Linked DNA regions of Mus musculus: all the other regions are linked to region 2. A link is a contact called in public Hi-C and HiChIP or PLAC-seq data. All regions are on one chromosome and are shown on one strand. Each heading gives the region's core, a stretch centred on a gene start, on an enhancer-like site or on the middle of the called end of the contact. The rest is flanking DNA. Distances are from core to core; before and after follow the strand shown.

What was found. A called contact is a pair of places that touch in the nucleus more often than the background predicts. HiChIP or PLAC-seq counts read pairs in DNA pulled down with a chosen protein or histone mark.
Region 1: a Hi-C map of bone marrow-derived macrophages shows a contact between it and region 2, with 10 read pairs. The contact joins two enhancer-like sites. A contact is called at or near these places in 2 of 484 Hi-C or Micro-C datasets (bone marrow-derived macrophages and uterus) and 1 of 9 other capture datasets (embryonic stem cells).
Region 3: a contact with region 2 is called in an H3K4me3 HiChIP or PLAC-seq map of bone marrow-derived macrophages, with 4 times the contacts expected there. The contact joins the promoter of Card6 here to the enhancer-like site in region 2. A contact is called at or near these places in 17 of 39 promoter capture datasets (the 3T3-L1 cell line, 3T3-L1-derived adipocytes, the HPC-7 cell line and 11 more), 1 of 15 datasets of contacts at CTCF or cohesin (large pre-B cells), 1 of 484 Hi-C or Micro-C datasets (erythroid progenitors), 8 of 115 datasets of contacts at active chromatin or transcription factors (the NIH/3T3 cell line, bone marrow-derived macrophages, embryonic stem cells and 4 more) and 3 of 9 other capture datasets (adipose tissue, liver and pancreatic islet).

The regions. Positions count from the first base shown.
Region 1 is chr15:5,347,117-5,350,539 of GRCm38.p6, reverse strand. It overlaps the pseudogene Gm46496. Among named protein-coding and RNA genes, the nearest start is that of Gm41257, 94 kb to the right of the region's middle. Within about 2 kb of position 1,454, at least 22 of the 459 cell types and tissues checked have an H3K27ac peak or open chromatin away from gene starts, as enhancers often do. A contact at or near this core is called in bone marrow-derived macrophages, where this site is marked.
Region 2 is chr15:5,925,549-5,929,483 of GRCm38.p6, reverse strand. No RefSeq gene overlaps it. Among named protein-coding and RNA genes, the nearest start is that of Gm41259, 120 kb to the left of the region's middle. Within about 2 kb of position 1,518, at least 15 of the 459 cell types and tissues checked have an H3K27ac peak or open chromatin away from gene starts, as enhancers often do. A contact at or near this core is called in adipose tissue and bone marrow-derived macrophages, where this site is marked.
Region 3 is chr15:5,107,137-5,111,018 of GRCm38.p6, reverse strand. Card6 (caspase recruitment domain family, member 6) reads left to right here and starts at 2,486. Exons shown (of 4, transcript NM_001163138.1): 1 at 2,486-2,536; 2 at 2,643-2,931. The coding sequence starts at 2,649.

The DNA of each region.
Region 1 (3,423 bases), core at 205-2,704, 580 kb after region 2:
AACAAGCTGCCAAACATGTAATATCTACCATTAGCTCCAAAACACAGAATTCATTGAAGTTTTGGTTTCATGGGAGGAAAAAAAAAGATTTTCACGTAAAAGAGTTCTTCTAACCCTTGCTGTTCACAGCCTGCCACTTGGCAATTCCTTCTGGTTATCCCCTACTTTCTTGTGTTTATTCATTTATTTCCACTCAAGTATTCAGTAGCAAGACAAACAGTAGAATAAAGTGTTCTCAAAGTTAGTTTCCAAAGCACACCAATTTCCAGAGATACTCCAAGATTTCCATACAATTGAATCTTAGTTGTATGCTTTTATAGTTTTCAAGAATTGGTGGAGATTAGTGTGCTGTTTTTCTCAGTTGAATGCGTTGCTCCGGGCATTTTCCCTCATATTCTGTTCTGTGCACTGTTTATCAGCATTCAGCCATTCTATGAGGCCATTATTTATGCTATAAGTTTACTTTCTTAGCTACTTTAAGTTAAATTTAGCAGTGGTGGGTGATTCTGCAAAAATGACTCTGACTTTCTGAAGTTCTTCCACCTGAGCATGTCTGGGTGTTTACATTTCTTTCTGCTTACAATTCCTAACAAAATCTCTTTCCTCAAGGCCACCTCTAATCTCATTCCTCCATGAAAACCTTTCATTGACATCTCATTGCCTAATGCACAATATCCCAGCCCAGAGGCAGCAGAGCACAAGATCGTGCTGTGAGCTGCAACAGCACTTTGCTCTTGTGTGAAACTGACCGACTCCACACTTGGAAGTTCATGTGTGTAATCACAACACACAGAAAAAAAGAAAGTGCACATTTTACTCATAATGCATTCCTAGAATCTATGTGATTCATGTTCCCAAGGAAGCCACATTAAATTATTTGTGTCACTGCAAGCTGCAAACATTAAACAAGCTAAATTACAGCTAGTAGGTACAATTTTGAGCAAATAAAGCTGTAAATATGTACCTTAGAATTTCTGTATATAACAAAATTGTTTTTCATGCCAAAAAGGAAATATTATCAAATACTGTCATTATGGTTATAAGGAACTGTTGTCTGTTTGCATTTAATATGATTCTAGAATATTTTACTTAAATTTAATATTCATACTACAAACTCTAAAGAGTTTTTTAATGCTGATCATAATTAATACCTCCTAGGAGCTTCAAGAGAAGCTACTGACTCAGGGTTAGAATTAGATCTGACTCTGTGTAAAGCAAATATGCATGTGGCTTGGCCAAACTACAATCCCATAGAATTTGACACCTCAAACTTGATACAGATTAGTCGTCCACTGAACATTGAAATCACCACTGCTAAACAGAAAATTAAAAAGTATGAAATATCGAAGGAAAAGAAGGAAAAACTCAACCAACAAAGTTACATCATATGGGCAAGTCCCAGCCCAGAAATAGAGAACAAAAACCAGGAACACAAAACGCCAAGACCGTGCATTACCCCTAATGGAGAGAGGGGCTGGGCCTACAACAGGAGCATGAGTAATTTATACAGTATTGCTGATATTATACTTCTTGACCTAACCACTGGTTGCATAAGCTTATTTAGTATCTAGTAATGTATATAGTTTTCAAAACATTCACTGGGCATTAGACTACATTGCCATGAAAACAATTTCATGCAGGCAAGAGTATATGAGCATTTGAGCACATTCCCCTCCATGCTTCCTAACCTCTCATTCCCCACCCTCGCTCCCTCCTGCCCCCAAGCATCCCTTTTGTTCTCCTAGAGAGTCTTGTTTCTACTTTCCCATAATACATAGGTACATGATTTTATACCTCTACATAAAACCTGGGAACCACAAATAGAAGGAAAAAACGTATTTTTCTTTCTGAGATGATCTTAATCAGTTAATATGATTATCTACTGTGGGATAGGTCTGCAATTCTTTTTTTTCTTTTTTTTTTCTTTTGTTTGTTTGTTTGTTTGTTTGTTGTTTTGAGACAGGGTTTCTCTGTATAGCCCTGGCTGTCTTGCAACTCACTCTGTAGACCAGGCTGGCCTCTAACTCAGAAATCCTCCTGCCTCTGCCTCCCAAGTGCTGGGATTAAAGGCGTGCGCCACCACTGCCCGGTGGGTATGCTCTTCTAACAGTGTATTTTGATTTAAGATGTTTTTAAAAGATCCATGAAATCAAAGAAACCTTCCACTGCGACGTGGAAAATGCAACCTCTGAAAGGTCCTGTGTATCTCCATCAAGTCCCCAATTGAAACATGACTAATGAAAAAGCACAGATAAGCCAAGAGTCAACCACTTGAGCTGGACAACCTTTGTTCTTATTTTTTGTAATGTACTTCATTGCTGGATACATTCAGACAGGGGCTGTTAGAACACTAGGGATGAAAGGAAGTTACCATCTCAGACCACACACTGCACCAAGTAGTTGCCATGAGAGAACGTATTTGGGAAAAGAGCTCTGATCATACCTAAGTGACAGCTTGTCTCCTAGAAATTCGCTGTGGCCTCATCACTGTGAAAGTATGTTCCCCATGCTCACCATCACTTCCCCAAAACTGTTTTTTCTTTATCTGCTCTAAAGTTCGGGAACAAGCATTTTACCAACGCTTCTGGCACTGGAACCCTGTACTTCCCAGTGCGGAAGCACCAGCTCATTGCAGTGGTAACAGCTGGATGCTTGGAACATGTTCGCAAGGGACTATGCTGATCCTTCAAGTCTGGACTCTCTGCAGTTCCCAAAGAGCATATTTCTGAGATCATGTTATCTAGTTCAAGAGTCAAGCATACAGTCACTGTGGCCAGGAAGTTCAACAGGAACAAGATAAAAAAAAATGATAAATAGCCATGAAAATGTGTTTGTTGAGTGAAATAGCCAAGAAAATGTGTTTGTTGAGTGGGGTCTTGTTCCTTTGACCAAAATATAAAAAGCCCCTTTTATATAATCAGTCCTGGCAAGAATTCAACTTCCTTCTTCATGGAAATAAATGAGTACAAGAACTCACTACTGACTAAAATTTTTAATTACTTCTAGAACATTCTGCTATACAGTTCGTAGGTCCTTGCACACATTTTCCAGAAAATCATGTCTTGACATATTAAACAAACCTGTGAAACTAAGCCTATGGTTAAAGCATGATTTACCCTTACAAACATATTCCTCTTAACTTCACAGGCACAGAAAGCACTAAGATTTGAAGAATAGTTAAGTCATTTGTGCGAAAACCTTAGCTCTACCATCAAGTTAAAAGGACTTAACAAGGATCATGAAACTAATGCAAGCTTAAGCTGAGGCTGGAATCCAGGATTGTTAATTTCTAAAATACCTCAGTCACACCACATCAGGATGCCTTTAACTCATGAGCAATTACATGAAGTAATGACAGTCCAGCTTAGTGGGTTGTGCGTTGTTGCCCAATCAGAGCCAAGGGCTAGAAGCCACAGAGTAAAG
Region 2 (3,935 bases), core at 269-2,768:
GGTTAGAAGAACCTACCCAGTGGTGGGGTTGGGTGCATGGAATTGAACTTCTACCCTAGATACAGAAATATCAACTGCAGGCTGCAAAGAACACCAAAAAAGGAAGCAAACCTCACTGATATCCCTGAAAGAGCATAACTTTTCATTAACTAGAGAAAGGAGACTTGTGAAATACTGAAAAGGAGTGGTATGTAGAAACAGGTTTTGGCTATGACTCAGAATTTCAAGCAGCAAAAGTAAAAGTCAAGACAGAGAACAAATTGAAAGGTTTGTGCAGGGTCCAGAGAGATGGCCCAGTTCTTAAGGGCACAGACTACTCTGCCAGAGAACCTGAGTCTACTAGTGCCCATATCAAGTAGCTCACATGTTTGACCACTGGAGATACATACACATGCACATGCATTAACCATGAACATATATTACACACACACACACACACACACACACACACACACACACACACACACACATAATTTAAAAATAAAACAATAAAGCTTTTATACCTCAAGGTATACATCAACAAAGCAAAGAGTCACTGTGAGCCTACAAATGGTATTTTATATTATTCATTTTGTAAAATATTAATATCCAAAGCATAGAAAGAACCCAAGTAACATAGGAAGGAATCATCCATTGAAAAGGGAACAAAGGATCTGAGGAAAAAAAAAAAAACTTGGAAGACTTACAAGTTGCCAACAGGTATCTGAAAACTACACAATACTGCTAATCACCAGGCAAATGCAAATCAGAGCCACAATGAGTTCTAACTTCATTGCAGTGAGAATGGCCAGTGTCAAAAAGACAAAGTACTGGTTAAGATGCAGAGGACAAAGGAATCCTTTCACATTGTTGGTAGAGATATCAAAACAAATACACAGGCTTTTCTCAAAAACAGAACAACCATGTCATCCAATAATCCCTCTACAGGCATGTAACCAAAGAGAGTGAAATCAGCATGCTAGAGACACATCTGCACTCCCGGACTTATGGTGGAAGTATTAATGACATCCAACATACAAAATTCACCTACATGTCCACCAGTGAAGAAATAGATAAGTAAATGAAATCACATCATTTGTCACAATAGGAATGAGCCCAGAAGACATTATATTAAAGGAAATGATTTAAGCAAAGAAAGGAAATCAGTGCATCTCTAACTCAGATTTGGCTGATATGAACCAGACTAACTGAGATGACACTCTGTGCACATCGGGGTAGCCGAAAACAAAATGGACTGTGCTAAAGTGCTGGTAAGCTAAAGAATTCTTACACATTTCTGGGAAGCTTCTAACACACACACACACACAAGCACACCACCCACTCACTTACCCTTAGCCATTCCTAAAGATTAAACCTGGAATTACTATATGACTCAGTAACTCTGAAAACATATTCTCATAGATAAAAACTGAAACAGTACAAATACGAAAGAACTGGCAAATCAACAAACACAGTGTGGAGAGAAGACAGATCAGGGAAGTGGAAGTAGATTAGGGGATCCCGTGACCTCATCAGTCTGCAGTGTGTGGGAGGGAGAGCATAGGAGGGAGAAACATAACACCCTATGCAATGTTGGAGCCAAGTCAGTGGAGAGTAGTCCCTGATAAGGCATACACAACAGTGAATTTTCAGTGACAAATTCTAGGTGACAAATGTAAAGTGGGTACTCTTCTCTGGCGAAGGACACCTAGGGTTGTATGTAGTTCAAGTGGGGAGAATGTAAGTTACCCAAAAAAAGCCAGTTAAAATCAAATGGAAAAACACATCTATCCTACATCTGCCTTTTATTTCTGGTTGTATGGGATATGCATTGAAACCATACCCTGGCTTCTCTTTCAGGGCATACAGCCTTCCTCACTGAATGTTAAGGCATTACGAAAAAAACAAAACAAAACAAAAAGTCTTATATTTCGTGTACAGATATTCCCCATTGATGTTAGCCCTTGGTGTAGGTAGAACAAAGGAAAAAAAAAAGCAGACCAAAGATATAACTTCCTCTCTTCCAGTCTTCTATATTTCCATCTTTCAGGACTAGAATTTTTCTCTATCTCTTTAAATTCTAATTAGTTTTAATTGGGAATTTATTCAAAATTAACGTGACTTTCTTCGCTTAAATATAATATACTTTCTGGTACATGATGCAAAGATGTGCGTTGAACATTGACTATTTCTAAACTGTGAGCAAAAACAGAAGAAAAGGAGCCAATGTTTGGAAGATGATTTCAGGCTAGGCATGGTAGAGCACACATGTAATACCAACACTGGGGAATCAGAGGACCAGAACTTTGCTACATACCAAGTGCAAGGACAGCCTCAGATACTGGACACTGTCTCCAGAAAAGAAAGGGGAACTTAGTGTAGAAGGGCTATGCTTACAATAGATGTTAAAAGTGAATAAAATAGACACATGGTTTTATTTATAGGCACATACAAGTACCTCAAGGGTCTGAAGGAGATGGGAAGGTTTCAAGCATCTTTTAGAAGCTGAAGGATTGAAGGTGTATTTCAGGGTTTCCAATAATTAAATTCTGCTAAATCTTACTTCTGGGAAAATATCATTAAAAGACCAAATATAGTAAGAGTTGACTTTCTCCTCACTGATGGAAAACAGATCTTTTTAGAGGAAAAGAAAGTGTATTTAAGGTTATTTTCTGAACATGTACTTAGACACTGGACAGAAGCAGTTTCTAATGAAAGCAACACTGCAAAGCTTGTGGGGTGGTTGGTGTGAAAGACTGCATACTGACAGCTTGTCATCATGTCCTCAGGGTCTCATAAAGTCTTCAGAGTCACCTCAGTCTAGACGATAGACTACTGGACGAATCCAAGAGACTAGTGCTACCTTGAAGTTTTAATTTATTTAATTTTTACATTTATGTATTTTACTGTACATGTACAACTCTTCCCCTTGCATTTTATATGTGTACCATGTGTGCACATGGCAGCCATGGAAGTCAGAGAGCATGTCAGATTCCAGAGAACTGGAGTTGGGGATGGTTGTGAGCCGTCACGTGGGTGTGGGGAATTGAACATATGTCCTCTACCAGAGGAGAAAATGCTCTTAACTACTGAGAAATCGCTCCAGGGCCTTCTTTGGAGTTCGTGAGTAAATGCTTTATTTGCACCATACTAGCAAAATAGTGAATTTTGTAGTGTTGCTATTTATAGCACTGGACTTAGAAGGCAGAGACATTACTTATTAGATGTCTTAAAGTACAAGTGAGGGTAATCTACATGTAAAGAAATTGTGACCTATGAGGACACCCATAAAACACCATCACAAGATATTAGCAAACAGCAACCCTACACATTGCTTTGTGCTTCATTATAAAATTTTCCTATATTACTATGTATTACTTTGCATTCTTAATATAATCTGGCTTTTTAATTTGACATGGTTATTTTGACACTTATCTTGTTGGTGCTTATGTTAACCATTACTTTTATAGGTGTACAATACTGTATTACATATGTACCACCATTCATTGTTCAAAAAATCTTATAATGATATCTTGGTTGTTTCCAGATTAGAAAAACTGCAAATATATTTTAAGAATATTTCTGGACAAGTCTGCGTGTTGAAATATGCTTTTATTTCTTCTTGGTAAACATCTAAGAATAAAATTATATTTTCAAATATAAAAGATATTGTCAGATTGCTTCTTGTACTGGCTAGTTTTGTGTCAACTTGACACAGCTGGAGTTATCACAGAGAAAGGAGCTTCAGTTGAGGAAATGCCTCCATGAGATCCGACTGTAAGGCATTTTCTCAATTAGTGATCAAGGGGGAAAGGCCCCTTGTGGGTGGGACCATATCTGGGCTGGTAGTCTTGGTTTTATAAGAGAGCAGGCTGAGCAAGCCAGAGGAGGCAAGCCAGTAAAGAACATCCCTCCATGGCCTCTGCATCAGCTCCTGCTCCCTGATCTGCTTGAGT
Region 3 (3,882 bases), core at 1,237-3,736, 820 kb after region 2:
TTATCTATTTCCATACTGATATTTAGGTTGTTTTCAGGTTCTTGAAGACCAACCATATAATTTTAATAAAAATGAGAAAATGTCTGCTAATAAAAACACTTAAAATTTTTGCTGTGTGTTGTGGCACACACCTTTAATTTCAGAAACTTGGAAGACAGAGGCAAATGAGTCTTTGTAAGTTCCAGGCTAATCTGGTCTACATAATGAGTTCCTAGACAGCAGGGCTATGTGAGAAAGATCCTGTCTCAAAAAAATTAATCTGAGTTAAAAAATTATTTAATGTGCATGAGTGTTTTGCCGCCATGTATGTATGTATACCACATGGTGCCCAGAGAGCTCAGCAGAGGGCATTGGATTTCCTGGCAGTGGACTTCCTGCTCTGTGTGAGCCATTACGAAGGTGCTGGGAATCAAACCAAGGTCCTCCGCGGAACAGCAAGTGCTCTTAACTGTTGAGCCTTCTCAAATGTAGAATGTATTAGTGTACAAACTATAAATCCATTCATAATCCAATGCTCAGGAGTAGCCAGTATTAAAACCTGGGCTGTCTCTCTTAATTATCTTCTTACAAAAATGTCTGCTGTATGTGCAACAGGCATATGCTGTACACATACTGGTTTTGCTTGCTTTGCTTTTCTGAGACAGGGTCTCACTGTGCTGCTCTAGCTGGTCTGAAACTTGCTATGGAGAGCAGACTCCAATTCACAGAGATCTGCTTCTGCCTCCCCAGAGGTTAAAGGCGTACACCACCACACGTAGCTTACATACTGCTTTGCTTTTGTTGTTTGTTTGTTTGTCTAATTTTGAGATGACGCTATATATATATATATATATATATCATACTATATAGCCCTGGATGGTCTGGAGTTCTCTATGTAGACCAGGCTGGCCTTGAACCACCTGCCTTTGCCTCCCAGAGCTGGGCTTAAAGGTGTGTATTATCTTGCCCAGTTTTTTTTTTTTTTTAAATGGGATCGGTAACTTGCTATTCTCCAAAATAATATAATGTGCTTATCATCACTATTAGGTTCTACTTTATCCTTTAAAACAGCCTAGCAGGAAGCTGGAGAGATGGCTAGGAACACTGGCTACTCTCCCAGGGAACTAGGGTTCACTTCCGATCACCCGCATGATGTGTCACAAATTAGTAAAATCTTTTTACCAGTTTAATAGTTCCTTGGTATTTTCCTGCTATCATTTATTTCACAGACCTCTGATTTATGGAAATTTAGGATATTTTTGCTTTTCTGCTATTATCCAGTTGGAATAGATATTTCCTATGTATATTTTTGGCATGCATTTAATAATATTTTCTGTAAAGATTCTTATATGTGTTTTTTTTTTTTTTTGCTTGTGTGTATAGATGTGTACCATGTGTGTGCCTGGTACCCATGGAGGTCAGAAAGGAAGTTGGAGCTCTTGGAACTATATTTATTTTATATATATACACACATATATATATATATGTATATGTGTATATATATATGTATATGTGTATATATGTGTGTGTGTGTATATATATATAGTGTGTTTTGAGGCAGGGTTTCTCTGTGTAGCCCTGGCTGTCCTGGTACTCACTCTGTAGACCAGGCTGGCCTTGAACTCAGAAATCTGCTTGCCTCTGCCTCCTGAGTGCTGGGATTAAAGGCGTGTGCCACCACCGCCTGGCTGGAACTGGATTTATGGATGGTTATGAAGCACCACCTTGAGAGTGCTGGCAAATGAACCCAGGTCTTCTGTAAGAGCAAAAAGTGTTCTTACTGCTAAGCCATTTCTCCAGCTCCTACATTTCTAGAGGTGGGATTGCTAGAGGGAAGGGTTATACATTTACAATTTTGATCTATTTTTTACCTGCATTTTGAAGATTACTCTCCACAAATCAGTCGATTTGCATTTATAACATCACAGTTTAGGGCCCAGAGCAGGGATACCTAGCCCAATTCAATGTTCAAACGAAACATCCTGGAGGAGGTCCCGGGTTCACTTCATCTCGTTTTGTTTTATTGAGAGAGGGTCTAACTATGTGGTCCTGGGTGGCCTAGAACACACTGTGTAGACTAGCCAGCCACTAAACTGCAACGATTATTATTTTCCTGCCTCTGCCTTCTGAATGCTGGCATCAGAGGTGTGGGCCACCCTTTGTGGCATGTTCCCCACTGCCCAGTATTAGTGAAATTTAGTCTAGCCATCAAAAAGAGCAGAGAGTAAGGTTCCGGGTACAGATCAGTAGCAGAACCACATGAGACCTTGGATTCCAACCTCAGCAAGTGTACACACACACACACACACACACACACACAGAGAGAGAGAGAGAGAGAGAGAGAGAGAGAGAGAGAGAGAGAGAGAGACAGACAGACACAGAGAGAGACAGAGACAGAGAGACAGAGACAGAGACAGAGACAGAGAGACAGAGAGACAGAGAAAACACAGATAAAAGATCAGCAACAGGAAACCACAGAACCACAGACCGAGAGTGCTCCGGGCTGACTTCCTGTGTTTGTACTCTCTGTTGTCCTCTTTGCCCTCTCCAACAACAGGTATTTTTGACGCGTTTTATCTTTGCTAAGTAGGATTTCTGCCTTTCTTTGTTAACATAGATTTCTTTACCTGCCAGAATGACTTGATCCATTTCCTGGTTTGTAGGAAGCAATGGCTACAGAGGGTGCTTCCTCAGAACTCATAGAAAAAAAACGTACGAAGTTGCTCAGTGTCCTCCAACAAGATCCGGACTCTATCTTGGACACGTTAACCTCTCGGAGCCTGATTTCTGAGAAGGAGTATGAGACTCTGGAGGAAATCACAGATCCCCTGAAGAAAAGTCGGAAGCTGTTAATTTTGATACAGAAAAAAGGAGAGGACAGCTGTCGGCGTTTCCTCCGGTGTTTGTCTAATGCCTTTCCAGAGTCAGCGTCCACAGTGGGCTTCAAGCACGGTAAGTGGAGCTTTTAAAGTTTGAAGCAAAGGGGGAGGAAGCAGGTTTTCTAGAAGAGAAAGAGAATTGTTTCTGGTTGTTTGGATCTGACTTCCTGAGACGAGTTTTACTGAAATGTGAAACAGAATGTGTGTCGTTTCCAAGGCAGGGAGCAGTGGATCTCTCTGATCCAGGAGCTTGGCAATGGCTGATCACACTGTTCCAGCGTTTTCAGCTACCGTCTGGTGCCTGTTGCTTTGGCGGGGATTTGAAAAGAGCCCATTGTTGATAATGGCACCATCTAGGGTTTTCCTGTTTGTGTGAGTAAATTTGGAGATGTTTACATCCCCAGAGACCTTTGGATAGCCACGCTGAAGGTACAGGGAAAACCATTTTAAATGAACCAGTTGGAAGATCAGTAGCTCCTTGTCTGTGATAGGAACAGTAGTTTCTAGAAGTGTAGCTTCTCCATTTGATAAGTGATAAAGGTCTTGAAATTGATGCTTTATAAAATATGGTTATTTTTCTTTCTTAAAAAATCTGTTTATTCTAAAAATTTGTCCAGTCCCAAACTTTATCCAGCTAAACAGTTAGAATGACCATGAACCATGGATCTTCTCTCAGGGTTTTAGTCTTCGACTTTTTGACTTTTAGTTACATTTTTATTTACTTATCCCCATAAAAAGAGGAGGAAGGAATGATGATGGAGTTCAAACTGGGAGTGGAGGAAAAGTAGGTTTTTCTTCTATAATAAATATTGACTATACTTTTTTCTATCCTAATCCCTCTCAGAAAAAAATTGTATGAATTTTTTTAAAAATAAAAAATAGCTTTATATCTTCTTTCATGACGTATGCCCTTTTACCTGCATTCTGTCCTTTGTAACATAATAATATCTTTTGCTTGGTCTCCTTTTCAAATGTCATATGTAGAACCTACATTTCTATATATGCATACTAAATATGTATGACA